Linked DNA regions of Mus musculus: all the other regions are linked to region 4. The links are chromatin contacts, called in public ChIA-PET, HiChIP or PLAC-seq and promoter capture Hi-C maps. All regions are on one chromosome and are shown on one strand. The core of a region is the stretch at or near the end of the contact, and the rest is flanking DNA. Distances in the headings are between cores, read along the strand shown. Region 1 holds the start of Klhl23 (kelch-like 23). Region 2 holds the start of Fastkd1 (FAST kinase domains 1). Region 3 holds the start of Bbs5 (Bardet-Biedl syndrome 5 (human)). Region 4 holds the start of Dync1i2 (dynein cytoplasmic 1 intermediate chain 2). Region 5 holds the start of Sp3 (trans-acting transcription factor 3). Region 6 holds the start of Ssb (Sjogren syndrome antigen B). Region 7 holds the start of Ccdc173 (coiled-coil domain containing 173).

Region 1 (4,140 bases), core at 1,566-4,065, 1.4 Mb after region 4:
GGGTTCTGTACTGTTTCTAGGAGAATCACCCTGGGCTGAATCACTCATCTAATCTACTGTAGATCCTCAAGAATATTTCAGTATGAAACATTCTTCCTAAAGAATTACTTCTCAAAGAGCGAAGAAGATTGCCAACCTAAGCTCAGGCATGTAAAAATGCAGGACAAGTAAAAGCTACACTCACCTTTAATCATGTTTGCGATAGGAAGCCACTTCTCTTTCAGAGGATCATAGAACTCGGCCTCTTCGGCAGGAGCCCCTTTCCTGTAACCACCTAGTGCGTAGACACAGCCCCCCAAGGTGACTGCACAGTGGTAATACCTGGCATTGAGCATGGGCAGGCCTTCTGTCCACTCATCTCCCTCACTGTTATAGATCCACACTGTGTCAAGAGCATCTATATTATCTGTCCTGTACCCGCCAGTCACATAAATGTTAGGTCCTAAGCAGGTAACACCGTAACTCTCCCTGGTATAATCTGGTATTTCTGCTCCCTGAATCCAAACATTTGTCAAAGGGTCCCATATGTGGACCTCTGATAAAGGATGCCAGTAGTAGCCTCCAATGATATACATGGTGGCTGTGGACCTCTGGGAAATCTCTTTATGCATGGGATTCAAGGCATTGTATATTAGGGAACGTATCTTATTTTCAGTTAGCAGGCAGCTTCTTTGAAGGCCTAGAGCCGTCTTTAAGTACACTGGGTCTATGTCTATGTTGATATAGCTTAGCAGGTTGTAGATGCATTCGATTCGATTCTCTACATCGTGAGCAGTCCACTTAATGACCGGCTCTAAGATAGCCTCTTCCTTCCAGACACTCAGATTCTTTCTGGACAAGATAAAGAGAAACTTTTCAAGGCTGATTTCCAGAAATTCTTCTTGCTGCCAAACTTCCTTAAACCTGGAGCAGAGGATCCTGCGGGATTCCTTCTCTAGTTCTGAGCACACATGGAATTCTGCAAAAGAGTGCATCCCGATACAGTTATCAATGTCCAGGTGCCTGACCAGAAACTGCTCACACGCCTTCTTTACAGAAAGAAACTGCAGCAGATCCGCTGCTTCAAGAAGGCTCTGTACATTTCTCTTAGTAATTTCAATTTGAGAAGTATATGCATAATTTACAAGGCCTTCCAAAATATCATGGTGGATGCCCGACAGTTTTATTTTACTTTTAAATTTTTCTTTCATGTCAGCTGTGAACATTGCCTTAAAATAATTGCTGCAGGCAGCTAAAACAGCTCGGTGACAATGGAAGATTATGCCTGAAGGACACTGAAGGGTAATATCAGTAAATAGTCCATCCATGTAAAACGTTCTGAATGCATCCAGAAAATCCACTGGATGCGACGAATCCTTGAAATGAAAAATGTAATCTTCTTGTCCTTTTAGAGCCATGCTGCAAAAAATACAAACACGTTTTCAGCTTTGTGTATTAACTCTAATAATTAATGTTAAAAATTCCGATCACCAGACATGGATGGCATCAGGCATATTCCAAAACTAGACTAAAATCAGATGCCCAAACACCATATGCAAAATGCGCTGAACTATTTATACGATGGTCTATTTAAAATCAGATTAACTAAATGAGGATTTTTTTTTTCCAGTTATCCATTTGTTGAGAGATCCTAGCTTACTACCCCCAGCCACCCAGTATCTGCACTGTCCCAGTCTGGCAGTTCCTGAGAGTCCCCAGGCCAAGTGTCCGAGGGGGTCACCCCGCCGCAGCCCGGCCCCAATTCGCCGTTGTTGGTTCTCCCCCTCCCCCCTCGATTTCAATTCACACTGAGATGCCACCAAGATGGAGAGAATCTCAGAAAAGGGATCCCTGCGCTCTGCAGCTTGCTGACAGCACAAGAGCGGCCGGGCCCGAGCTAGCTTCTGCAGCCCGCGCTAGCGCCTGGGCCCGGCCGGCGTTCCCGCCGGGAGAGCGCCCCGCCCCGGGGCCCGGCGCGGGGGTTCGGCTCCCGGGCGTCGCGCGCCGCCGTTGGCCGATGCCCGCGGCCTCTGCCCGGCCGGGTGCGCAGGTGTGGACGGCCCCGCGGCACCCACGCGCCCGCCCTCGCCACTGGGCCCGCACCGCACGGCCATTGTCTGCGCCCCGGCGCGCGTGGGCTGGGGGTGGCGGGGCCTCGTCTCCCGCGCTGCCCGTTCGCCTCTCTGGCCGGCCCCGGGCCGCCGGGCTCCGACCTACCTCGCTGGCGGCGCGGAACGCAGACTCCGGACTAGCGGCCGGCGGGGGCGGGGGCGGGGGCGCCTCCCGACCCTCTGACCATCTTTGGTAGCGCGCGGCGGGGCGCGGCGGAGGCCGCCTGCTAGCGCAGCTCCAGCCCACGAGCCGCTCCGGCTTCGGTGGCCCGCGGCTTCCCGCCTCCGCCCGCAGCCCCCCGCAGCCCGGGCGCCGCAGCGTGGGCTCCCGCAGCAGGTGGGCCGCGTCCACGGTCAGCCCCGCTCCTCTCGCGCGCGCACGCCCATCGCACTGCCTGCTAGGAGAAAGCCGGAGTCCCCAGCCAACGCCGGAGGGGAGTGTGTACCCTTACCTTCTCTGTCCTCTTGCCGGCCCTGGCCCTTGGCGTGCGGGGAGAGAGAAAGTGCCGAGAGAAGAAGGCGAAACTACGGTCTTCTATTAGGGCTGCCTTCAAATGCCACAAGTAGCTGCTTTCCCATAAACTCCATGCTGCCTCCAGCAGAGCGCGCAGGAAGGAGCTTTGGGGCTGCTTAAGCACACTAGGAGTTAACCTGGAAGCTTCCAGGGAAAGTGGGGGTAGCCTAGGTCAAGGCTGAATCCAGGCACCTAAGATTCTCGAGTTACTGTTGTAGAACACAAGCAGCTAAAAGGGGCAAGCTCCAGCCTTCTGGTGATGTCCATTGTGCCACACCAGAAAGTCCACTTTCTTATTGCAACAAAAGCTAGTATCAAATGTTTTTAGCCGCAAGATTTTGAATAACTTCCGAGCACCTCATAAAGTCCGGGAAAAGGTAATTAGGTTTGAAAGATGGTCCATGGCTGTCAGGGAGCTTACTGGAAGGAGGTCGCGGCAAACCAGGACCGGAGAGCTAAGGTTGTTCTTAAAGTAGTGTTGAAAAGAAAAGAGTAAGTAGACAGATACGTAATGGCCATACCTTACATGATGGGAGAACGCTGAAACTCCTAAGCGCCGAAAGCCAAGCCACAACCTGTGTTGAAATTGCACCAGAACAACCAGGAAGCCAACTTGGGTTTCTACCCCCACTTCCTCTTCAGGACCAACCAGGGAAGTATAAATATGCCAAAAAACGATCACTCTGTTTGTAGCCCACCCCCGGCTTTCCCAGCCAATAGCCTCCAATCAGATATCTGGGGTAGCAGAGGTGGAGGCTACTACTCTCCCCTCCCCCTTGCTTTTTCCTCTTCTTTTTCTTCTATTTTTATCCACGCTTCTCATGTCCCTGCTTTGAGCCTCTGGGAAGGACGAGTGATGGTGATTGGCCTTCTTGCCAAGCAAGCTCTGAACAAGTAACATGCTTGTTCTTCTTTGAGTGGGTTTAATTTAATTCCACATCTTAGTGTTGATCCCGGGGGAGTGTTGTGTAGAACTTCACAACCCTCACCCCAGATTTCAGAAATCTTCATTCTGTCCAAGAGCACCAAGTGATTCTTAGAAAACAACCTAAAACAAACAAACAACCAACAAAAACAAAACAAACAAAAACATGATATGGTTTATATCTTAGAGTCTGGTCAACAATTTAATACCACAGCAAGAAAGCAAAAGAGTCTTCGATTGGGGGGCTAAAGTTTACTCTGCCACTTGCCACTTAACATACAGCCTAGAGCAAACTACTAGACACACACGCGTGCGCACACACACACACACACACACACACACAAGCACACACACACAGAAATAATTTTTAAAATGTATTGTGTGCATGTGTGTGTGATCGAAATCGCGCTTGCAACATGTGTGTCTGTAATGTGTGAAGAGCCTGCAGAGACCAGAAGAGCGATACCATTGGATCCCCTAGAACCAGAGTCACAATGACTGTAAGCTGCTATGTAAATTCTGGGGCCCAAATCCTGGTCCTTTGCAATTGCAACAAGTGCTCTGAGCCTCTGAACCACCTCTCCAACATACAGAAAGAAGTCGTAAGAAAA
Region 2 (3,991 bases), core at 1,432-3,931, 1.5 Mb after region 4:
AGCCCTTTTGGGGCCACTTTCCCCCTTCACCTACATGGCAGTCTCTCTCTCCTGTACCTTTACAGTGGTCCATCTCCTATGCCCCCATCAGGACAGAATCCCCTCTTCCTCCTCTCTCCGTCCCTTCCTGGGAATCCTAAAAGTTCCGCCTCTGTCTCCCTGACCAGAGCTACCTACAGGGAATGGCTGTGGAGTTATCCACTGGAGCTATCTACCTAAAAATACTTATAATACACACAATCAGTGAATAAATATACATATATAATCTAAATAAAACTTTCTCATCTCGACTGACAGTGATCCCCTCAAGTGCTAAGGAACAGCTAACAAAATCCCCAACACTAGACATGAGAAGACCTCTTTTGAGTTGTAGGTCAGTGTGGTAATTTGAATGAGAAGAGCCACTATAGGCAAGTATATTTGAATACTTGCTCCCCAGTTGCTAGAACTGCTTAGAAGGATTAAGAGGTTGGAAGAGGTGTGTCACTAGTGTTAGGCTTTGCGATTTCAAAAGCCCATGCAATTCCCAGTTATCTCTTTCTCTGCTTCATGTTTGTATATCAAGATGCAAGCTTCAGGTGCTGCTCCAGCAACCTGCCTGTCTGTCTGCTGCCATGCTCCTCCCAGTGTAACCCTCTGGGACTGTAAAGTCCCAATAAATTCTTCTACAAGTTGCCTTGGTCATGGTGTCTCTTCACAGAGGTAGGACAACAACTAAGACAGGAAGGGTTGTTCAAGAGACCCAGAACATTGCAGGCTGTTCCAAACATTATTGTTATTTTACTTGGTTGCCCTGAAAGGCGGAAGGTAAGTCCCTATTACCGAGGATCCCTAGCACTTCAGAGGCCCCTGAGCTGGAGTTGAACTGAAAACCCAGCTTTCATGGCACCAGAAGGCCCCATGCCAGCTTCCAAAGGCAAAGGAAGGAAGCACCCAGGTCCTACACTATGACTATGACACCTATGAATCACAAGGACAACCAGCACGCATGCCAACAGCTCCCTCATCACACTTAAGACTTGTCTGCTGCCTGTACAGGCCAGGAGAGGACATCAGGTCCCCCGGAAGCAGACTGACAAGTGGTTGTAAGAGGCCATGTGAATGCTGAAATCGAATTATTTGGAAGAACAGCCAGTACTCTTAATTGCTGAGACATCTCTAAAGCCTCAGCAAAAGCTCCCACCCCATAGATTTACACAAAGTTTCATGGTATGAAATTCGGTTTTATTCTTTCAAAAAATATGCACAGTTACTGGACAAAGAATGCATTTTGTCCAATCAGCAACATTAAATGAGCTTAATCACCAGGTACATATAATAAAATAATTGTTAATTATAAGTATTTAGAGAGGTAAAACATACACTTTTCACATAAAAAAATCTTTAATAAAAATTTAAAGTTATGCATGTGCATCTGTATATGCGTGTGTGTGTTTTGTGTGTGTGTGTGTGTGTAGGGGTGTCAGAGAAAAACAAGAAGGAATTGGCTACCTTCTTCCTTCTCGTGGGGCCCTGGGATAGAACTCACTTTCTCAGAGCCTTTGCCGCCTCATAGGCCTTCTAGAATCATCAAAAAGAATATTTTGTAGTGTGCGTTACAAAGAGGTCAGTGCTTCTGCAACTGGGAAACATCTTCAAAATAGAGATACACTTGAGGGACCTGAGTCTCCGCCAATCACGAAGAACGCTGGACTCTATGAGAACGAAACTACAAAGCCCAGAACTCCCTGCGTGCGTATGGCCTGCCTATGCCTCTCGCTGTGCCTTCTGGGAGCTGTAGTGCGACCTTCCTTGGTGCACGCCGCCCTGGGACCGCTTTTCTTCTGCTCTGGGACACGGTCTGTATCCGGGAGAAGTTTCCCCAGGAAAGGCTAAATACACTTGGACGCTACTGGTGAGCGAGAGACGCCAGCTTCCAGCTGCTACTGCCAGGCTTTGGATGATCCCTGCTTTCTGAGGCGTCCAGAGCAACCCCGTAGGGCCTTGCGGGGCGTGGGAAGGATTCGCCGGTTGGTCAGTGGCTCTGCCTTCCGTACCCCGCAGGGTTCCGCCCGGGACGCGCGGGTTTAGCTTAGCGGCTGCGGTCTCCGTACCTGTTTGGGTTCTCCGTGGCGCAGAGCACCGTTGCCATCTGGGCAGGTGGAGGTTAATTTTCCTGCCTGCCAGGTGCTCGGAATACCTGTCATCTGTGGACCATGGGGCTGTGCGACACTCAAAACCAGCTCTCTGCACTTCCAACTGTGTCACACTCCCAAGGCGTCTCCTTTAGTTAAATGGTTTCCCCAAGGTCACCTTTTTGTAATCGCCATAGTTTGGGCTACAGGATGAGACACTATCTCCACAAACAAGGAAGCCAATACTCTTAAAAACAAACAAAACAAACAAACCTTTCTTGATTTTGTTTCCTAATGCTGCTTTGTGGTCAGAATTGAGAAGAAACATTTTAAAATTAGGTGCAGGAAGAGATCCCCTTTCCGCCCCCCCCCCCCCATGTTTAATTTTGGATCAAATTCAGCTGGTTCAGACCAAGAACAAAGTCTATAGTCCAAAGAAAAAGAAAAATCCTCCTTACTTGACATTTGAATTTGGGAGATCAATTTGATAATAATGAGATAAGAGTAACCAAGGTTAACCAGTTGTTTTACAGATTCTTTTGGAATGGATTTAGAGCCGACAGGATGCAAATAAAGCACGTGAATGAAAGCCAGATTTTATATTGTCACATTATACCTGACTTCTAGTGTAGATGCTTTTTTTTTTTAACCAAAGAAAAAATTGTGCTAAGGAAAAGAAACCTCTATTTTGGAGCCCCGTCCGTTATAAATATGTTCCGGCTACGAAGCATCTCTTTACTCTCTTGGAGAGCATTTCCGCTCCGCCCCTTCAGTTGTGAGTCATTAATTACTCAGATGCAGAAGTGTACAAACGAAGAACAAGTGTTTGACCTTATTGAGACGAATACGGCAACGCTCTCCGAACAGCAAGTGGGCTGTGCGTTTAATGTACTTTGGCAGTTTCAGAAGCAGAAGACCGTCTTGGAAAAAAACGTTGACCATGTTAGAAACCATCCTCAGTTTCTTACTCTTTGCAGCATTACAACAAATCACATCCCAGCAATGAGTGATGCTACCCTGGTGGATGTGTTATACAGCATAAAGCAGTAAGTTGCCTCTCAATTTTATGAAAGAACTATAGTTTATATTTTAATTTTCTAAGAATCTTTTAAAAATGGAAAAGCCCTTCTTCCAGGAGATAGTTTTTCTGATAATGTTATATTTTAAGTTTTTTTTTTTTTTTTTTTTTTTTTTTTTTTCGAGACAGGCTTTCTCTGTATAGCCCTGGCTGTCCTGGAACTCACCCTGTAGACCAGGCTGGCCTCGAACTCAGAAATCCGCCTGCCTCTGCCTCCCGAGTGCTGGGATTAAAGGCGTGCGCCACCACGCCTGGTCTTCTAAGGATTCTTTTGAAAGATTCTTTGATACTAATTGGTGATACAGTTTTTGAAAATTAGGAATGTAGACATGGCTAGCCTTCGTTACATGAGACTGGTTGATTATGGAATGTTGGCGGTATGTTGGTTGGCTAAAGGCAATGAGATTAGATTAGGTAAGTAGTTACTCTTGAGATTAATGCTTGATAACAAGCTGGAGTTCTCGCTTTGTTGGTCTATTTGCAGTCTCTTGACTTTGATGGTTAAGAGGTTTTTTTCCTTGTTTTTATTGAGGTTTGCAGTTGAATCCCATCACCCACTAATCGAAGCACTGGTTACAGAAGCATGGAAAAGACTGGAAAGGCAAGTATGCTGGGCTTGTCATAGAAGATCGGGGCTATTCTGTGGGAGATTATCAAGATGGAATATAGGTAAAGAATGACATTGAAAGACCCCCGATGCTGGGCCTCCGCTCAAGTCCCGGGATGAGCTGGCCAACACCCCAACATCTCTGGAGAAAACCACACCTGATGCAAACTGCAAGAGGTTTTATTATCAGCT
Region 3 (4,022 bases), core at 827-3,326, 1.6 Mb after region 4:
TGTGAGCCACCACATGGGTGCTGGGAATTTAACTCAGGACCTTTGGAAGAGCAGTCAGTGCTCTTAACCACTGAACCATCTCACCAGCCCATGAACCAACATTTATAAACTAAACCAGAATGTAAAACTCCAATGTGCTCACCTCTGTCTCCATTGTTTCCTTTTGTGTCTTCAATGGAATCTAAACAGTCAATGAGGACTTCCCCGGGTCTTGTTTTCATCTGTCTAAAATAAGCATAAATGCGAGGTGTATAACTTCATCTGCTGTCCATCTCCTTAGAGAGGAGAGACAGAGACACAGGACAGCCAGTACTGTAAAGTATACAGCCCGGACTGCTCATGCACTTCTAGACCCTACGAGTCAGTGGTGCCTGAACAGACCAGGGCCACTTGAGAGTCAGCTAGGACCAGAAGCGGAGTCTTGGATAACTAAATGGAAAAGAGCAAAGGATGCATGACTGAAAAAGAGGAACAGAAGGGACATGGCTCTGAAGAAAGGGCACTGACTAGGGAGAGAAGTGTAACTATGGAGAAGAGTCAAAGAACCTGAGACTGCAGGATGATAAGTATAGGCCTTATCTGTGGACAGTGGTGGACAACCCCCAGAGGTTTCTAAGTAGAGGAAGGTCGTCGGGCGGTTACGGAGAGGATGGTTTTTAAAAGGGTTGTATGAGGTGTATCCTCAGGAGGGTAGTGAGTGGGTCAGCGAGTAAAGGTGGCTACCACCAAGTTTGATGACCTGAGTGTCTGTCATCCCTGGGACCCACACAGTCAGAGGAGAGAATCGACTTCTGCAAGTTAACTTCTTCTTCTTCTTCTTCTTCTTTTTTTTTTTTTTTTTGGTTTTTCGAGACAGGGTTTCTCTGTACAGTCCTGGCTGATCCTGGAACTCACTCTGTAGACCAGGCTGGCCTCGAACTCAGAAATCCACCTGCCTCTGCCTCCCGAGTGCTGGGATTAAAGGCGTGCACCACCACGCCCGGCTTTGCAAATTAACTTCTGACCTCCACTGTGAATGATGCGCACAGAAAGCACTCTATCTCCACAGGCTCGTTTGATCCTTTGAGTTAGCTGTGTGACGACTACTCTCCTGCACTAGAATGAGGAAGGGTGTGTGATAATCAACCCCTCTTATTTTCCTGTCTTGATTTTTGAGACAGATGTCTGTAAACTGAAAATGTTCATGAAAACAGGGTTCGTCTGGATTAAGACCCACGGCACTCCCTGAACTACAGGGAAAGCCATAGAAGGTGTGTAATGAGTTACTGTACTTTGTAATTTCACAAATACCTCCTCCCTCAACTTCCAAAAGGAACGAATACTATGTTAGGCATCCAGTTACTACAAAGACTGAGAAATGTACCAATATCTCATTTTTTCTATTTTAGGAGACAGTGCTCATGATAAAGCACCATTAGGAAGCAGCTGAGGCGCCGTGTAGTTATTGATCCAAGAACTTCAGCTTCTATGTTTTCCATCACGATCTCAGCGACCCCCTCCCTGATTTCTGGGCAGGAAGGGTTTTTAACCATCTCCTCTTTTAAGCATATTCCCCCACAAACAGGGCTTCTTTATAACAAGCTCTCAAAGATTTAGATAAGGACTAAATGAAATCTTAGCTCCGACACAAGCTTTGCGTGGTCGGGAGTTTTGGAGAATTCTCACTCCCACCGCCCTCATTTTACAGACACGCCAACCGTGCAGAGGCCCGTAGTGTGCAATGCTATTCCGGATTTTGTTCTAGAACCCTGCTTTCCGGAATCCCTGCCCTATGTCCCCTCCACCGCAGGACGCGGAGGGTCACAGCCTTGATGGGCGCACACTGAGATAGGCCGCTGGCCAGGGCAGGGCCGAAGACCGCAGGGGACCATAGTCACGGGGTCTCAGCGCATCCTGAGACTCACTGCGAGGACACGTCGAAGCGCACGTCGCGGTCCTCCCACAACACGTCCAGCACAGACATGGTGACCGAGGGAGCTCGCCGATGAAATCCACAGTGGCTGCTCGGCGGCGTCTTATGGGCGCCAAGGCAACGCGCCGGCTTTGTCACGACATCTACGGCGGGCGCCGGGGCCCAAGCTTCCACCAGGTAGTGTGCGCTCTTTTCCCAGCCCGTTTGCGTCATTTGGTCTTGTTGAGGCGGGTGGCTGGGAAGCTGCTTCACTTCTGAGTCACCTCTCTGTTCTCTGCGCAGAACTTTAGCCATTTCAGCTTTCCTGCTGTTTTCCTACACCATTTAGAAATCTTAACTTCATCAAATTACATTACTGGTTTGATGGGGCTCTGACCCTGCCCACCTCCCATACCCTGGTGGCCTGGATCTCTGGCTACATTCCAGCCCGAGGCTCAGAACCTGTTAGAGGTCCTACTACATCTGGTCAGAACCATTGCTTCCCTAGATTCGTATAGTGCCAGCCCTTGCGTCCTATTTCACAAATCAGCTCTGGGGTCCCTCTATTGTGAGCAAACAAAACGTAGACACCTGATTCTTAAAGTTCACCGCATTGATCAATGTGCAGCACAGAGTACAAGATAAACTATGTCTCTGTCTCTCCTCCCTCTCCCCCTTCTCCCCTTCCCCCTCCCCCTTTCCTTTCTTCCTTTCTTCCTTTCTTCCTTCCTTCCTTCCTTCCTTCCTTCCTTCCTTCCTTTCTTTCTTTCTTTTTCTTTCTTTTTTTTTTTTTTGACATGGTCTCCCTTTGTGGCCCAGACTGGCCTCGAAATGTAACAGCTTCAGTTTCCCTAATACTGGGATTATAAACATACTTTATATATTTTTAAACGAATCAAATGGCTTTCTTTTACTATATGAAAATTATCAATAAACAAGTAACACGTTAAATAAATTACTGCTTCACAAAGAGTGATCTGGGGTCTCCTGGGCATACTCAGGAGCCTCTCATGGTTCCATAAGCAGAGTGACGTGAAAACACTTGCCTTTTAAACTCTAGCTGGGTCACGGGTTCACATTATGTATAACTGAGTATGTAAGCACACAGAACACTTCATTTGCTGTTTGTATTCTCCAAGACAGGGTTTCACTTGTGGGCCAAACTGGCCTGAAACTTACGATGTAGCGGCTTTGAACTCCCATCAACCCTCCCACCTCAGCTCCAGAATGCTGGGATTAGAGCCTCTCTACCCAGCTACTTGTTTAATGCACTATGGTGTTTTGGTTTTAGGATTTATTATATTATTCAAATCCTGTTAACGTTCATCTTCCTGCTCAGCCTCCTGAGTACTAGGATTGCAGTGTGAACCACCATGCTCACCTTTAAAAAAAGGTGACATGGGATTTGGTATGCTGCTGGAAGTAATGGCACACATCTTTTTTTTTTTTTTTTTTTTTTAAAGACTTATTTATTTATTATTATATGTAAGTACACTGTAGCTGTCTTCAGACACACCAGAAGAGGGAGTCAGATCTTGTTACGGATGGTTGTGAGCCACCATGTGGTTGCTGGGATTTGAACTCTGGACCTTCGGAAGAGCAGTCGGGTGCTCTTACCCACTGAGCCATCTCACCAGCCCCCAATGGCACACATCTTTAATACAGCACTTGGGAGAAAGAGGCAGACAGATCTTTGTGAGTTCAAAGCTTGCCTGGCCTACTAGTAAGTTCTAGGCTAGGCAGGGCAGTCTTTCGAGTAAGACTCGTATCTCAAAGCAATTTTTTTTTACTCTGTTTAATAATGTGAGTCAATATTGATTGAAATATATTTCTTCTAGTTTTATTGAAGTACGAATGGTATTTTGAAAAGAATGTATACAGTTTGGTGAATTGGAACTTGAATACTTGTGTGTGTTACCACCACAATCGAGATAATAAAACCCCATTATCTCCACATGTTTCCTTGTTTCTCTTTGTGCCTTTATATGAGTGCTGGAGAGATGGCTCAGTGGTTAAGAGCACTGACTGCTCTTCTGAAGGTCCTGAGTTCAAATCCCAGCAACCACATGGTGGCTCACAACCATCCGTAATGGGATCTAATGCCCTCTTCTGGTGTGTCTGAAGACAGCTA
Region 4 (4,250 bases), core at 521-3,020:
ATAGATGTTCCATGACAATCAATCAAACAGTATATTTCCACCTAACACCTTCTTGTGGCATTCTTATGATTATCTATATGGGCCTGAAATGTTCCATGGTAGATAGTCATCTGGATGAGTTGGGGGCTGTGTTTTTATGGTTTTTGTTACCTTCACAGCATAGCAACCTTAACACTGAGCTCACAGCTGCTAAACGATCCATCTGCAAAGTAGATGGGATTACGAACACAAGCGTGTCCTCATACTGACTGTTATGCAGGAGGGAGGGAGGAACGAGGAGCTTTCTGAACTGGAAAGGTAACCTAGGGACTCAATGTAAGGTAGGAGCCAGGACCTTGTTACCTTCTCTACATTACTGGTTCAACCTTTGTCAGTGTCTCTCTCCATACAACTGCAGGATTAAATGCTTTTGATTAAGGAAACTGGGTTAATAACCTCTTGAAAAGTCTAGGAATCTCTTAGGATCACAATAAAGTTGGATTAAGGGCAAATTTGGTAAGGAGGAAAAATTCATCTATGAAAATGAAAAACATTCTTCTATGTAAATGAAAAAGGGAGAATTCTTGGTAGCGTACTTCAGAAAGACAGGACAGTGGGCAAAAACTAGTGAGCAAGTAACAGGAAATCCCTTTAATATACACTTTTTTTTCCATTTTTTATTAGGTATTTAGCTCATTTACATTTCCAATGCTATACCAAAAGTCCCCCATACCCACCCACCCCCACTCCCCTACCCACCCACTCCCCCTTTTTGGCCCTGGCGTTCCCCTGTACTGGGGCATACAATGTTTGCGTATCCAATGGGCCTCTCTTTCCAGTGATGGCCGACTAGGCCATCTTTTGATACATATGCAGCTAGAATATACACTCTTATATATACTCCCAACCAAGTCATTTGAACAAACTCGCAAAGCAAAGCTCGTGTTTCTTCACCCACTCTTTTCAGGTCTCTAAAAAGCTTCATACTGTAAGGGCTGTTGAAGAAAGTTTCCATACACATCACTCTGTATGATTTTTTTTTGTATTATGTATGATAAATAATACATATTATTTTCTGTTTAGGACCAATTGTCAACAATATACCAATACTGCCTGGAATCTAGTTTGAAGAAATACTTCTTCCTTCAACTCTAACTATTTTGTCCCGCTGAAGCACGGGCGATCAGTTAGCTCCCTCATTATCAGACAGGTCAGGGCCTCTGCTCCGTGACTGACAGGTTCATTTTCTTAAAACTCCGGAAAAAGGAAAGTGTCTAGAATGATGTTTACAATCACAGTGTTCAGAGACCTCCAACACACACGCTAGGTGCCTGGTCATTGCTACTGACCCAAGTAGTAGTGATCTTTATTAATAAAAACCAAGCAAAGCTTAAGGAATTACTTTCTCCCTAGGCTTAAGGCCAAGAGGGTGCGGTCCGGGCTGGGGTGTGTCCGAGGTCCACCAGACGGGTGCAGGACAAATCCCGAGGGTCCAGGCCGCCTGCGGAGGGTCCCGAAGGGTTGCCAAGGGCCCTGGTGGCCTCCCCAGGCCGCTTTGAGTCACCCGGGCCGGCGCTGTCAGAATATCGGCCGGGCGGCCCTACGAGCTCCAAAGCGGCCATCAGAGGCAAAAGGGACTTGAAGGAAGCGCGGCCGACCGACCTGTCAGGTGGCGGAGTGGAGATCGCTTTCTCTGGCCGGTAACTTCCCGGGAACGTCCCTCTCCAACTGTCGCCGCCGCAGATCCGCGGCGTCCCAAGCACACAAAGAGGGATGGGCGGCGGCCGCTACGGCGAGAGCCGAGGGACAAATGGCTGCGCCGAGACGCGGTCTCACACAGAATCAGAGTCTTTGCCGCCCAGCGCAGAGGGGCGGCCTCTCCGTGACTTACCTTTTGTAAAACAGAATCTCCCGGTTGAAACAGATACACCGGCCCGGGGCCCGAAGCGTTTCCGCTTTGGCAAAAGCTGGACAACCACACCTCACATCCTGGGGCGGAGCCCTCAATACCTCCAGAGAACTTCAAGTCCCGGCAACCAGGCGCCCTGCCTGGGCGAGCGAAGCTCTGTGGGAGTTGTGGTCCCACTAGAGGCAAGGAATGCTGGGATATGTAGTCAGTCTTAGCTTTCCTGTCCCCAGCACCAAGGCCATCTTTCTGCCCTTAAAATGCTAATGAGAACATTCCAGAGTTTGTATTGAAGGTGTTTTCTTCCGTGGAACAATGATTACAATGCAGCATGTGCTGCTTAAGGTCTGTGGCCCAACATTAACAAAATCTTAAGTCCTGTTTTTCCATAATGAACCTGAGAAAAGGGCATTTTAAGAAGTTTATTTATAGGCATGTGCTCGTAGATTGATTTGCAGGGGCCATGGATTATTGAGGATTCTTGTAGCATGTGACACAAGATCAAAAATAAACATATATTGGGGCTGGAGAGATGGCTCAACTGTTAAGAGCACTGGCTGCTCTTCCAGAGGTCCTGAGTTCAATTCCCAGCGACCACATTGGTGACTCACAACCATCTGTAATGAGATCTGATGCCCTCTTCTGGTGTGTCTGAAGATAGCTACAGTGTTCTTGTATAAATAAAATAAATAAATCTTTAAATAAAAATATATTAATTTAAGCAGGGCATGGTGGCGCACGCCTTTAATCCCAGCACTCCGGAGACAGTGGCAGAGGCAGGCGGATTTCTTAGTTCAAGGCCAGCCTGGTCTACAAAGTGAGTTCCAGGACAACCAGGGCTATACAGAGAAACCCTGTCTCTAAAAACAAAACAAAACAAAACAAAACAAAAAAATAATTAGCATAAAAATAATTTCTAGTATTTTATAACAGAATAGTTTCCTCCAAAAAGTGTGTTTGGTAAGAAAGCATTTTATACTATTGGATCTGGTTAGATTTTTAATATAAAGAAAATAATTGAAATAAGAATTTACCAGAAGTGCATGGGCTGATGCATGTGGCTTGAAGAATTTATTTGAATAATCTGAAGCATTATTTGCCAAGTATTAAAGCGTTATTTGCTAAATATTAAAGGTAATACCAAAGCATTACTTTCTTATCTTCTAGAAAACTGACAGGAAGAACATTGTTTAAGTTTAATATTGATCTCAAATTTGAAGCTTTAAAATTTCAAAGAGCGTTTAGTTATGCAGACTTTGTTTCCTTCTTTCCAAATAGTTTTTGTTTAGTCACTTGAAAATTGTTATGAGTAGCCATTCATCATGTACCAGGAATGGAGCTGCACACTCTCAGAGCTGAAACAAACTTTCCTCTTCTCAACGGAGAAACACTGGGTTCTCAGTTCCATCAACTGTTAAGATGAGATTGTGTAACTAAGTCATAGAAATAGGTAGGTAAGAAAAAAAATACTTTCATTAAGAGATGCTTCCAGGTACGAGTCTTTGATTTTGGAAAGTTGATTAGAAATCAATCATGGCTGGGCAGTGGTAGCACACACCTTTGATCGCAGCACTTGGGAGGCAGAGGCAGGCAGATTTCTGAGTTTGAGGCCAGCCTGGTCTACAGAGTGAGTTCCAGGACAGCCAGGGAAAAAGAAAGAAAAAATTAATCATGAAAACAAGATTCAGAAAAGTACCATGGTACTGAAAAAGAAGAAGAAGAAGAAGAAGAAGAAGAAGAAGAAGAAGAAGAAGAAGAAGAAGAAGAAGAAGAAGAAGAAAAAGGAGAAGGAGAAGGAGAAGGAGAAAGAGAAGGAGAAGGAGAAGGAGAAGGAGAAGGAGAAGGAGAAGGAGAAGGAGAAGGAGTAGAAGAAGAAGAAGAAGGAGGAGGAGGAGGAGGAGGAGGAGGAGGGGGGAGGGAGGGAGAGAGGGAGAGGGAGACAGAGGGAGAGGAGGAAGAGGAGGAGGAAAATAGGGTTAAAGTACAAAGATGAGAGCGTAGAGCATAGTAGAGAATCAACAAATAATTCAGAATGGCTGTGGGCTAAAATTAAAACTGAGGATTGAAGCCACAGGAAGAGCAAAGTCATATATATCCAAGCCTAGACTGAGATCAGTCACTCACAGACCGTGAAGGCCAATCTAGAGTTCTGATGTCCGGCCATGTTTGTTGTCAAAGCTTGACAATGACACCATGGGCTCATTTTCTGATGTTAGGAATTATATACTGGTGTCAGGGACAGCTTCAGAGAAGAGGGACAATTGCCCCAGTCCGATGACTAAGATAGCCTGGGCAAGAATACCACTTCCTGTTTCTTATTCCGTACAGAGGGGAAAAGAAAAGTCTTCTCAGCCATTTCCCTTTA
Region 5 (4,140 bases), core at 1,428-3,927, 1.8 Mb before region 4:
TCTGCTCTTATATGGTCCAGGACCCAAATAAATGAAGGAAACGGTGCCACTCACAGTGGACTATGTCTTTCCATATCAGTTAATTTAATGAAGACAGTCCCTCATAGACACAGGTCAGACGGATCCAGATAATCCCTCATTAAGACTGTCTTTTCAGGTAATTCTAGATTGTGTTAAATTGACAAGTAAAACTAACACTAACAGTTATTATGTATATCCGTATATAGTCACAACTTAGTATGTTTTAAAATATCCTTTAATAATTAGCACAGGTCTACATATTCTGAACCTACTCATTAGATGAAGAAAAAATTCAGAGCCCAAACCCCCCCCCCCCCCCATAGTACCTCCATTTTAGTTTGATATGGTAGACTAATCGCTGACCATGACACCATATAACGTTTCTAGCTAGTCAGTGAGGTACCTTACAGACTAAGCTTGATTTCCTTCTCTTGGAGTTGTAGCTGATGTTATTACCAACTTTGTCCTAGTCTACTGGGGAATAGGGTGATCTGGTTTTGTTTCTTGGCCAGGAATAGCTTGTGAAAATCTTGAGAGAAAACAAGAAACTGGGCCAAGTCGTGGGGACAGGGGAAAACAGATCTTACTGTTGTTTCGAGATTTGTTCATGATAATACTTGATTCTCATTTAATGACTGTACAAAAACATATTAATCCACCGTAAATTATACTGTATGTTACTACATGTATTTATCTAAATACCGGCTTTATGCTTTGCATATACTTTAGTGTATTTGCACTAGTTAAGAAATAAGTATTCTTGCAAGAGACCATTTTGCTTTTGGTCATCTTAACATAGGGTGTCACAGTGACTCAACTGTGGTTGGAGAAGTCTACTGAATCTCACCTTATGCTGAGTCATACTCTTGCTGATGTTCATTCTTTTTTTTTTTTTTTTTTTTTTTTTGGTTTTTGTTTTTTCGAGACAGGGTTTCTCTGTGTAGCCCTGTCTGTCCTGGAACTCACTCTGTAGACCAGGTTGGCTTTGAACTCAGAAATCCGCCTGCCTCTGCCTCCCAAGTGCTGGGATTAAAGGCGTGTGTCAACACCGCCCAGCACTGATGTGCATTTTTAAGAGCTTTGCCTCAAAACAGCTAGTTTGAGTTATCTGGTTTTTGGCCCTGAAAGACTGTTCTTGCTTGCATGACACAAGAGAAAGAGAACATGTGTCACTGTATTAAAAATTACCACGAAGTAGTTGGCGGAGATGGCCCCCACTTTTAATCCCAGTACTCAGGAGGCAGAGGCAGGTGGGTTTCTGTGAGTTCCAGGTGAACCTGGTCTACAAATCCAGTTTCAGGACAACCAAGGCTACACATGAAACTGTCTTGAAAACAAAAACCACAACCAACGAGAAAAAACCAAAAAACAAAAAAACAAGTCCAAAAAGGCTTCTGAAACCGATGTATGCACTGCCCCTCCCCCCCATGAATTTTCAAGTTCGTGTATACAAAGCTAGTTTAAATGCTTTGCCTTCAACCTCATACAAAACATACAAGTACAATAATTGGGATGTTTATTCTTGCTTGAGGTAGATTTCTAATAAAAGTATTGTGGATAGTGTTTCCTACTCTTAAATTCAACCTTTCTTAAGCAAAAGTATCTAGAGGTAATAGACAACGTTCTGTCTGTTGTTTGCAGAACACTTTTTTCTCCTGAATGACTGACTGCAAGGCATTGAGGATGTCAAAGGAAGGGGTGTTAATACACCACTAAGTACAAAATTTAAAAAAAAAAAAAAAAGTAACTAAACGCTCCCAAGAGGAAGGATACTTTTTAGATGTACTGTTTTAACAAATGTTGACTGACTTTCTTGGTTAAGAAGCAGGTAGTTTGTGTGTGCAGCAAACTGATTTTAAAGGGTGACTGTATCTCATTGAATAAAAACATAACTAAGCCTGCTTTGATATCACTGGCCAGAACTAAAACCTTTTTTCTTTATGAAGGGACTGGAGATATCTTTTTGCTCTAAGTGCCCGCCTCCAGGGTCCACAAAAGTAGATGGTTGGTAACCACGGGCTAAGCTCGGGAGGATGAGAAGGTGATGGATCCGACTTGCGACCAAGAGCTGAATGTGTGTGAAAACGTCCTCCTCCAGCCTCGGAGGGGGTGTCTCCCCCAATACCAGCTCCCTCCCCCAGGGCTCGTGGGGCGGGTCCGGTTTGCTCAGTAGCAGCAGCAGCCCTGGGGCCGAGCGGCGGTGGCCTCCTGGCAGCGCTGGCAAGACGCAGCTCCGAGCGCCCGGGCCCTGGGGAGATCCAGTCCGGTCGGCTGCCAGGATGGAGGAGACGTCGAGTGGAGCCGGAGCCACCGGGGACGGACTTCCTCCCCAGCTCGGCTCCCCGACAGCCTGGCGAGGCCTGCACACAGGGCCAGCCAGTGGAAGAGGCCTGCGCCTCGGGTCTGGCAGCCGCAGCCGAGGAACGAGGCTGGCACAGCGGGGTAACGCGCGAGCCGGGGCCGTTCTGGAGAACCTACGGCGCCACGGCCGCTCATTGTCTCTCCCCTTCAACCCGGGGGCAAACAGGAAGCCCGCCGCCAGGCCGAGCGACGGACAGGCGTCCGGACCAATGAACAGAGCTGACGGAGAGCCTAGCGGCAAATGAGAGCCGGGAAGAGGGGCGGAACTTCCGGGCGGGCTGTCGCCCTCTTCCCCCCTTTTGGGCTGGAGGCTCCACCTTTTGTGTTTCCCGCACAGTCAATCAAAATAGGAAAAAAAAAATTCCCCGGACCGCTCCGGCCGTGTCCGCCGCCGCTTCCCGCATCCTCTCCCGCCGCCGCCGCCTTCGCTTCTCACCATGTGTAAGGCGGCGGGGAGCCCCGCCTGAGCTGTCCTAAACACACTATGACCGGTACGTAAAGCCGAGAGAGAGCAACCCTCGCTGCCTCCGCCGCTGCCACTGCCGCCCACAGCCAGCCCGGGGCCGCCACCGCCGGCTCCCGGCCTCCGGGAGCGTGCGACCGAGTGTCGGCGGAGGCAGAAAGCCGCACTCCCATCTCCGCCAGCCAGCTGTCCAGCCCTTCCAGCCCCAGCGCCGAGTGCCCGCCGGGCTCCGGGCGGGCGGCCCGGTCCGCCGGGAGCGCATCCCCCCTGTGTGCGGGCGCGGGCGGCGGCGGCGGGCGGGCGTGTGCGAGTGACTGACGGTGCGAGAGGAGCGAGCGCCGCGGAGGGAAAGGGGAGGAGAGGAGAGGAGAGGAGAGGGGGCAGGGGCAGCGCGGGGAGGAGGAGGAGGGAACGAGGAGGAGGAGGGTTACAGCCGCGGCGGGCGGGGGCAGCAGGAGGGGAGGAGGGAGCGCGCCGCCGCCGCCGTGGCCGCCGCGGCCGGGGGGAGGGCAGGGGAGGGGCAGGGCCCGGGCCGCCCGGCGCTCACTAATGTGGCCGCGGCTCGCGGGCCCCCTCCCTCCCCGCACCCGCCTTCCTCCCCACCCCACCCTCCTCCTCCCCCCTCCCCCCGCGCTGTGCCTGCAGCTCCCGAAAAGCCCGTGAAACAAGAGGAAATGGCTGCCTTGGACGTGGACGGCGGCGGAGGCGGCGGCGGCCACGGCGAGTATCTACAGCAGCAGCAGCAGCAACAGCAGCAGCACGGAAACGGCGCGGCGGCGGCGGCGGCCCAGGTGAGGAGCGGCTGAGCGCGGCCGGGCTCCCCGCGCGCCGCTTTCTCCTCCCCTCGCCCTCCCTCCTTCCCTCCCTCCCTCCCGCGCGCGCTCGCCCGCCCCTCCCCCGCCCCGGGAGCTGCCCGCCCGAGGCGCCAACGCTCCGACCCCGCCCGCGCGCCCCCGCCCGCCGCCTTTTTGTGTGTGTGTTTGTGTGTGTGTGAGTGTGCAAGTGTGCGCGCCCTCCCGGGTGGGATCCGGACGGAGGGAAGAGGCCCGGCGCGCAGCCGTCCGCCGCGGGCCACCGAGCGCGGGGAGAGGCGCCGCAGACCCCGGAGGAGGAGGAGGAGGAGAGCGCGGGGCCGGGTTGGCGGCGCGGCCAGGCGCGGAGCGAGCCGTACTTCCTGTGCGAGCGGGCCCGGCCCTAACCGCCACCCCCCTCCCTGTCTCCCTCTCTGAACCCGCCCATCGCGGGTAGGACACTCAGCCGTCACCGCTCGCTCTGCTGGCCGCTACCTGCAGCAA
Region 6 (3,706 bases), core at 828-3,327, 1.4 Mb after region 4:
TATTATTTGACCAGAAGTACTTTACCATGGAATTTATGCTAGCTTGTTAGATATTAGGCACACCATTAATTTTCACATCAACTTACAAATATTACCTCCATTTTACAGACTTGGGAACTCTGTGTCTCAAAAATAAACACCAGTCTACAGTGTTACCTTTGGAATGTCTGTAATTCTTGAGACTTCTAACTTTGCCCTAATATGAATACATTCATATTAACTCCAAGAATCAAAGCTAAGCCAGTTGTTTGAAAAGCCCACATATCGCTATTAGATGTTCTGTTTTCATCTTAAGTTACAATTTAACAACACAAGAATCATACCTCAATTTGATGACAGATTTTGGCCTCCAAAGCAGTCATTTTTTCATTATCTCCATTTTCAGCCATTGTGGCTATCTGTAAAGTTTCTCACACTGGTAGGAAGGTTATTATTTTTATATAATAGTCAATACAAGAGAATGAGTAAAAAGTATGCCACTTTTTTTTTAATTTCAAGAATTCCTAACCTTACAGGTTTCCCTATGAATTCTCATACATCTCAACAAAGCAACACCTTGGATTATGGATGGAAAACTCAGATCAACAACCCCTCCTCCCAGTAAATCCTACTTTGTAACCAAACTCTTCATGTAGTTGGTAAAGCAAAGTTCAGCGATAAAAACAAAAAAGCAGAAAATGTCCACTTAACTACCCCTGAATCATTTCTAGCTTTAAAAATATCAGTATTATAGTCTGCCAGCAGTATATTCCTATAGCCCTCAATGCCAATTATTTGCGTTTCTTTTCAAATTAGTCACAGCTGACTTACCAAAACTTATTACTGGTAAAAATGAAAATAGAGTTCAGATATGAAAGTTACGGTGTTAGACACTATATAGGAGAATACAAGAAAAATGGGACCTTGTGAGCACAGATACAAAAAATTTTAAACTAGGGACGCTGGAAGGTAAGGATGTGCCTAAAACACTACTACACTGGTTAACTCTATAGCCACTTTCCTGTTTCACGGTCTGACAACAATCCTAGAATAAAGAGGGACTGTGATACTGGTTTGCTAGAAATCACAAACCGGATCTTCTGTCTTACTGGCTTTCAGCGCCTTACTAAACCACCCTACCATATTGTACGGAAGTATACCAGCTCTTGAAGAGTTTATCTGCAGCAGCTGAATATAGTTATGAGTTACTGTTGGTATATTTCTTGAGACATTGCTCAAAATGCTGGAGACTGCTGGCGATACACTGGTCCTGTAATGGGAAATCTACGAAGTACACGTCCCACTTCAGAATTTACTGTTACAGGCGCTGGTTTGTCTCCCACTACCAACAATCTCACTTCTCATTACTACAGAGACACAGGTCAATAACGACCTAGTTAGCCCCTGCAAGACTTCTGCGGCCTACCCAATTTAGGGACTGTTTCACACTGAAGACAGAATGGCAATGGCAGTTCTTTGAAGGAAAAAAAAAAAAAAAAAAAGATAGCGACGCTGGGAACCCAATAGCGGCCCCCACTTCTTCGGCCTCCAGTCAGTCCCCACAGAACCCTGTCGCGTTTAACCCGCACCGACCACCCTAAAGACTTAAATGGTCCGAAACATCCGCCTCTGGCCAGTCAGGAAAGGGGTGCAAGGAACAAACCGAAAGGACGCCGTGAGGATGCGGCGAGCCTCTGCCTAAAGGCCCCGCGAGAGCCGCATCCTCCCACACCGGCCCGCCGGGATCCCTGCCACGTGGAAAGCCCCAGGCGCCCGCATCTCTGGCCGGGGCCCGCTCCGTGGCCTCGCCGAGGCCCGCGCCCCCTCGGGCCGCGGTCCAGCACACGGCCACGGGCCGCGCGGCCCACGCGGCGGCGCGGAGAGGAAGGTGAGGCCTGCGCATAGCACAGCCCTTCGTACCTTCTCCTCAGTTTCCAAGAAGCTCACCTCAAAGATTCGGATCCCACGGTCACCACAGCTTCAAGAACAACGACAGAAGCGCCTGGACTTCCGAGCGCCGGCGGGCCAGCCAAACGCGCTTAAAGATGGGGGCTTTCCCGGCAGCCCTTGCGGACAGGTGGGCGTGGCCGCGGACGCAGTGGCCCGGCTCTGCTTTCCACGCACGCGCCGTTACCGCAGCCTCCCACAATCCTCGGAGGAGGAGTCCCGCCCTCCCGCCCGAGAAATTGTTAAATTGCTCAGCAGAATGTTAGGGGCTGACAGGAAGTGTTTTTGTGGAGATCTTTGTTTTTAATGTGTTTCTGGGCAGTATGTTCGAGCCTTCCCTTCTTTCTTCTGTAGCGCTTGGTTTTTCTTTTTTTCCCCCTTTGTCTCTTTTTTCCTTTTTTTTTTTTTGAGACAGCGTTTCCGTGCGTAGTCCTGGCTATCCAGGAACTCGCGCTGCTCTGTAGACCAGGCTGACCCTCAAACTCCTCCTGCCTCTGCTGAGACACTCGCCTACCTCTTCCGGGAGTGCTGGCATTATTAAAGGGGTGCGCCAGCACGCTTGGCCTTTTGCAATGTATTTGACTTGCATGGTGTTGTGGTTTTGGAAAAAAATTAAAAAACCATACAGTTGCTTGGTTTCCGACAGGCTAGCTCTCTGAAGCACAAACTGGCCAATGATTCGAACTCCTGCTTCAGTACAAAGTGCTGGGACTTCACCTACATCACCAGGCTCTTACTGCTCCCCCTCTTGCTGCTGCTGTCTATCTTTGCTTGTTTTGATGTTGGAGTCTGACTCAATGAGTAACCCAAGCTGATCCCAAACTATGCTTCTGCCTCCAGCCACCCTAGTGCTGGGATTACAAACAAATCTTTTTAAAAGTCTCTTGCTCCCAGCACTTGGGAGGCAGAGGCAGGCGGATTTCTGAGTTCGAGGCCAGCCTGGTCTACAAAGTGAGTTCCAGGACAGCCAAGACTGCACAGAGAAACCCTGTCTCTAAAAACCAAAAACCAAACCAAAACAAAAAAGTCTCTTGCTAGGAAAGAAGTACATTTAGAATAGTTTGAGAGACTTCACACTTAAGTCAGGACTGCCACTTTTTACATAACAATTTTAACGTTTTAGAGGTGCAATTTCCTTATGACATCATCTTTTTCCTTCAGTGTTCCTGGAATATAAAAATTACTTTCACAAAATAACTTCATAATCTCAGAGCATTTTGGAAGTTCCCAAACAGATAAACTCTAAAATTTGAAGAAGAAGAAGAAGAAGAAGAAGAAGAAGAAGAAGAAGAAGAAGAAGAAATGCATTTATAGGTTAACTATACATGCCATTTTGGCCAAAGAAAAAAGAATTTACTAGTATTATCCTCAGGTAGTTTTAACTTTAGATTAATTACATTCAATAAAAAAATTTTCAAGTTTCTACTTACTGTGAGACATAAATGCTAAATTTTCCTTTTTTAAAGATTTAAGTTTATGTACGGGTGTTTTGCCTGCATGGATAGACAGTGGAAAAATACCATGTGTGTAAATGCTCCCAACCTACTATAAATCCATTTCCAGGGACTCTAACACTCTCTTCTCATCTTTGTTGGGTCCTGCACGCTTACAGTGCACATACATACTCCCAGGACACACACATAAAATAAATAAATAAGCACTTAGATAACTTAAATGTTCATAATAGTAAGTTATGTGATTAAAAGAAAAATTAGAATCGACTATATGTGTACCACCAAATAATTAAAAAGTTAAATAATATATAGTGATAAAAACAAAC
Region 7 (4,149 bases), core at 721-3,220, 1.4 Mb after region 4:
AAGAGCCCATGTTGCTCTTCTCAGAACCCAAGTCAGGTGGGACAATTTTAGCTCCAGGGGACTTAATGTCTCTAGATGCCATGGCTGTTACATTCGAGTACACACACACATACACCCCAAAGAAGTAAATAAATAAGGGGCTGGAGAGGCAGCTGAGCAGTTAAGAACATTGACTGTTTTTGTAGAAGATCCAAGTTTTGGTGGCTTATCACTACTTGTAACTGAAGCTCCAGGGGGGTCTGACAGCCCTAGTCTCTTTGGGCACCTTCAATCATGTGCACTTACTCTCACACAAACACATATACAAACATACACATAACTAAGTATAGCACGCATAAAATGGTTTATGGACAGTGGCCAGATCTTAATGAGTGGTTTAATTGTCATTTGTGGGTTTTTGTTTGTTTGTTTCTGATTTTGTTTTTAAAATATCTCAATAGTCATTTAAATTCTGTTTCCAATTAGGGTGCAAAAGAGCTTCGAGACAAAAAAAAAAAAAAAAAAAAAACAACAACAACAAAAAAAAAACCCAACCCCCCCCCCAAAAAAAAAAAACTAGTTCTAGACCAACTTGTATGGAAAAGGCACTTGCAATCGGGAGTTTCAAGTCAAATATGAGACCCTATTTGAAATATAAGACCATATGAGAACGTTACTGAGATATTTTATGAGGTTCAATACTTGTAACTAATTTGGTAAAACTCCTGATAATTTTCACTGAGAGACGTGGTCTACACAGCTTCTGCCTTCTAAGTTATATACTCTGCCCCAGTTGCTTCAAGGATAACTCTAGAGTGAACAGGTTAAAGGGCACCTGTGTTGTCCCTTGTGGTGAGGTCCCTCAGCTCAGAGTTTCTGTCCCGTGAAGGAACTTCCTGCTCACTCTGCGTTATCTTGTGGGAAGAGGGCCTTAGGAAGAGAAAGGTACAATTTGCTGGGGATGCAGCTAGCACTGTGTAATTCACCGATCTCTCGCTAGGCGTCGTGCTCCCTCACAAACTATGCAAGCGGCTGTTGGCCTACAAAGACAGTTCAATCCCTGACCTTTCCAGCCCTGCGGAGCTTTCAACTCGCTTAGCACAAGTACACAAAAGTTCCGTCTCCAGAAATTTTTATTAATCCTTCCATACTTACCAGCATTATTACAGTGGAACATCTCTGATAGAAAACCTGAGGAGAGATAGCACAACTATGCATTAGAACGTTCATTATTGAAAGTCGCACTTCCTTTAATTTAGTAATGAAATCAGCTGTACAGCGATATGTCAGGAGAGCCTCTGCTGAGATCAAGTGCCAGTCCACTTTTTGTGTCATTAGAGACTGACTGGTTCCCGAAGTACACTAATTACAAGTTATTTACCAAGCAGTTTAATGTATGTTAAAGGTATCAACGCGAATGTTCTGGGGACAACATTCAAGTTTTAATAGTCCTACGTAACAACTGACAGGGTCTCATATAGTCCTGACTATGCCTCATAAATCAAATCATTTAAAAACACCTTTTCTGTCCTTTAATCCTTGTGGCTCGGTGGTCAAAGGGCTGTCCTTCACCTCAGCCAGCGGGGCGCAGAGTAGAAGCTCGCACCCAGCCTGGGCCTCGACTCGCACACCGGCCGGTTCCAAACTAGCGCAGCGAGTGAGAAAAGCGGCAGCGGCCGAGCGGGACCGAGGGCTCCTCACTGACCCAGGCCTGGGTCGCAGCGGGCCGCCAGCATCAGCACCAGCGTCGGCCGGTTGGTTCTCGTGCCTTACGCAGCCGGTGAACTGCTAGCGCCGGCTCGCCCACTGCTCTGCACTGCGCACGCGCACACCCGGGCTTCGGGCCTCGGTTCAGCCGCGGACAGGGCTCCTTCCTGGTTCCTGGATTGGAGACTGACGTCACTTCCGGCGTGGTTGCTAAACAACCAAATGGTTTAGTTATCGCTCAGTAGCTGACTTCAGCTTGGAAGTAGTATCACCTGCTCTGGACTCGCGGGATCAGCTTTGTTAAAGATGCAGGTGCGCTTTGGACGGCGCTCCGGGCAGGCGAAGGAAAGCCAAGGTGAGCTGCCTTGGCCCGTGCCGGAGCTGGGGTTGTTGTTTCTAGAACCCCAGCATAGGGTGACAAAGTGAGGGCTTCGGTTGCCTTTTGAAATGGGCTTTAACCAAGTCGAAAGCAGTCCCAGCAAGCATCCTTGGAAGTTAGGCAGGTTGGCCTTCAGGTGAATGAGTGGAAAAAGGAAAGAGGACTAGGGGAGCGTAGCAGTAGAAAGAATAGACTAGGAGTAGAATAGGGGTAGAAAAGGCAGCAGTTAGAGCCTTACCCCAGCTGTAACTCGTCAGACACTCGGGGCACTTAAGCTTTGTAATTCGTTGAATAAATTTTGGAATGCCGTTTGGAAATGTTATTGACCTATCAAAATCTTTATAATGTTGCAGACCTGCTGAGTAATCTTTTCTAAAGCTCACGGAAAAACCTCAGTTCTTTCCACGCTAAAGTTAAAATTCTCCCCTAGTCAAATGCTTTGATAATGTAAAAAAAAAAAAAAAAATGATAATGAGGTAATTAAAGTGACCAATTAAAGTGACCTAAGATTTGATTTTTTTTCAAAGATGTGAGCAAGTAGGACTTCTAAAAACAAAGTCTTTCCACAAGTTTAATTGTTGTCATGGTAACTAATAGATTCTTGGAAATTTGAACTATCTTCACGTTTTGCTTGAGTTCTGTAGCAATAGCACCCTACCCCCACCCTGCACCCTAGGATAGACACAATCTGGTCAGTGGGAACATTAGGAAATTTGATTCATACACAAGGACATTGTAAAAGTAATTTTTATTCACCAGATGTAACTGTTGTCTTGGAGGCTTACTGCTGAATAAGCTCACCCTTTCTAGTTCTTTCTGAACTCTGGCCTCGATGGTTCAACACAGGTGTTCTGGCCCAAACTCCTCTGCAAGCTGACTGATTCAAACTGGCTTCTCTCAGCCTCTTTCTGAATTGCTCCACTTGGAAAAACTGCTGTGTATTGAGGAGAGATGCTTTCGAACAGTGGTTCTCAATCTCCCTAGTGCTGTGACCCTTTATTACATACAGTTCCTTATGTTGTGGCGACCCGCACCATAAAATTATTTTCTGTGCTACTTCATGATTATAATTGTATGAATTATGCTTAAATTATTATTATTAAATATCTGTGTTTCCCAGTGGTCTTAGGCGACCCTCATTCGACCCCCAAAGGTGCTGAGATGCACAGACTGAGAAACTGCTGCTTTAGAGGAAGCGTGCAGTCTGAAACGCTGGGGAAAGCTCACAGTGTTAAGGAAAGCATGCTAAGGAGAGAGAAGAAAAGGAGAATACACTCCTCTGATCAGTTCAGAAGAGTGAAGAGACTTAACATGTTACATGTTAACATGTTAACATGTTACATGGCTGTGCCCCATAAGGTTCTGCATTGGGGCAGGGATTCTGGGAAAGAGCATAAAGCAATAAAATCACGTATATGACAACATGAATGAATCTCAAAGTAATTCTTTTGAGTAAAATCTATAATAAAAGTAGTAGATGAGTGGTGGCCTAGTAGAGCCTAAGGAGGGATGGCAAGCAGTAAATGGGTGTGGGGACTGTTGGTGTCCTGTGGCCGTTATCTGAACTGTAATGATGGCTTTGGAGGCATATACTTATCAAATTTAATGAAATGGGTCTTATAAAAGAGCTAATTCTGCCTATCTCATTAGCATGACTCGAGGAGTTCTAGGATGGACCCTGAGAAAACGTGATTGAATCCCAACCCCACCAGCATGTTTGATCTCCACCCAGGCCGTAGACCTCACTCTCTTGATCAGGAGTTTTTCCACCAAGATCCCACAAAGTTCAATGTCTTGCCCAAGTTTACAAATGAAGGAAATCACCAAAGATTTGATCACTTCACTCTGATTTCATAAAGTCTCGTATTATCTCCCTCAGCCAATCTTAAGTTACACATTTGAGGCAATTTTCAGATACTACTATACTCCAGAAATTTCTGGAAAAAAAAGTCAGGTGAACTCTTCCTGAAAAGTATTTAAAAATTATGTTTCTTAATGCATTAGGAATGGATTGCTTTGAAAAAGAAGAGATTCCCTATCCACCCCTCCTACCTAGCAAGGTGGATCTCCAGCAGATCACCATA

What was found. Promoter capture Hi-C pulls out the DNA fragments that hold promoters and counts their contacts. ChIA-PET counts read pairs in DNA pulled down with a chosen protein or histone mark. HiChIP or PLAC-seq counts read pairs in DNA pulled down with a chosen protein or histone mark.
Region 1: a contact with region 4 is called in a promoter capture Hi-C map of liver, with 5 times the contacts expected there. The contact joins the promoter of Klhl23 here to the promoter of Dync1i2 in region 4.
Region 2: a contact with region 4 is called in a Ronin ChIA-PET map of embryonic stem cells, with 22 read pairs. The contact joins the promoter of Fastkd1 here to the promoter of Dync1i2 in region 4. A contact is called at or near these places in 3 of 39 promoter capture datasets (hippocampal neurons, liver and pre-B cells), 1 of 484 Hi-C or Micro-C datasets (liver), 1 of 115 datasets of contacts at active chromatin or transcription factors (embryonic stem cells) and 2 of 9 other capture datasets (adipose tissue and liver).
Region 3: a promoter capture Hi-C map of liver shows a contact between it and region 4, with 6 times the contacts expected there. The contact joins the promoter of Bbs5 here to the promoter of Dync1i2 in region 4. A contact is called at or near these places in 2 of 39 promoter capture datasets (both in liver) and 1 of 484 Hi-C or Micro-C datasets (liver).
Region 5: an H3K27ac HiChIP or PLAC-seq map of microglia shows a contact between it and region 4, with 10 times the contacts expected there. The contact joins the promoter of Sp3 here to the promoter of Dync1i2 in region 4. A contact is called at or near these places in 1 of 39 promoter capture datasets (liver) and 1 of 115 datasets of contacts at active chromatin or transcription factors (microglia).
Region 6: a promoter capture Hi-C map of liver shows a contact between it and region 4, with 5 times the contacts expected there. The contact joins the promoter of Ssb here to the promoter of Dync1i2 in region 4. A contact is called at or near these places in 1 of 39 promoter capture datasets (liver), 1 of 115 datasets of contacts at active chromatin or transcription factors (cardiomyocytes) and 1 of 9 other capture datasets (adipose tissue).
Region 7: a promoter capture Hi-C map of liver shows a contact between it and region 4, with 6 times the contacts expected there. The contact joins the promoter of Ccdc173 here to the promoter of Dync1i2 in region 4. A contact is called at or near these places in 2 of 39 promoter capture datasets (liver and pre-B cells).

The regions. Positions count from the first base shown.
Region 1 is chr2:69,821,045-69,825,184 of GRCm38.p6, reverse strand. Klhl23 (kelch-like 23) reads right to left here and starts at 2,815. Exons shown (of 4, transcript NM_177784.4): 1 at 2,543-2,815; 2 at 185-1,398. The coding sequence starts at 1,397.
Region 2 is chr2:69,711,296-69,715,286 of GRCm38.p6, reverse strand. Fastkd1 (FAST kinase domains 1) reads left to right here and starts at 2,681. Exons shown (of 14, transcript NM_177244.3): 1 at 2,681-3,160; 2 at 3,725-3,793. The coding sequence starts at 2,826.
Region 3 is chr2:69,645,225-69,649,246 of GRCm38.p6, reverse strand. Bbs5 (Bardet-Biedl syndrome 5 (human)) reads right to left here and starts at 2,076. Exons shown (of 12, transcript NM_028284.3): 1 at 1,905-2,076; 2 at 143-225. The coding sequence starts at 1,963.
Region 4 is chr2:71,209,466-71,213,715 of GRCm38.p6, reverse strand. It overlaps Dync1i2 (dynein cytoplasmic 1 intermediate chain 2), which reads right to left and starts at 1,770. Exons shown (of 16, transcript NM_010064.4): 1 at 1,642-1,770.
Region 5 is chr2:72,978,983-72,983,122 of GRCm38.p6, reverse strand. It overlaps Sp3 (trans-acting transcription factor 3), which reads left to right and starts at 2,677. Exons shown (of 7, transcript NM_001018042.3): 1 at 2,677-2,873; 2 at 3,491-3,636; 3 at 4,094-4,140. The coding sequence starts at 2,867. Sp3os (trans-acting transcription factor 3, opposite strand) reads right to left here and starts at 3,691. Exons shown (of 3, transcript NR_045269.2): 1 at 3,528-3,691.
Region 6 is chr2:69,859,933-69,863,638 of GRCm38.p6, reverse strand. Ssb (Sjogren syndrome antigen B) reads right to left here and starts at 2,077. Exons shown (of 12, transcript NM_001110145.1): 1 at 1,927-2,077; 2 at 324-415. The coding sequence starts at 389.
Region 7 is chr2:69,787,307-69,791,455 of GRCm38.p6, reverse strand. It overlaps Ccdc173 (coiled-coil domain containing 173), which reads left to right and starts at 1,970. Exons shown (of 9, transcript NM_001077684.1): 1 at 1,970-2,041; 2 at 4,070-4,149. The coding sequence starts at 1,993. Phospho2 (phosphatase, orphan 2) reads right to left here and starts at 1,719. Exons shown (of 4, transcript NM_028521.2): 1 at 1,500-1,719; 2 at 1,135-1,170.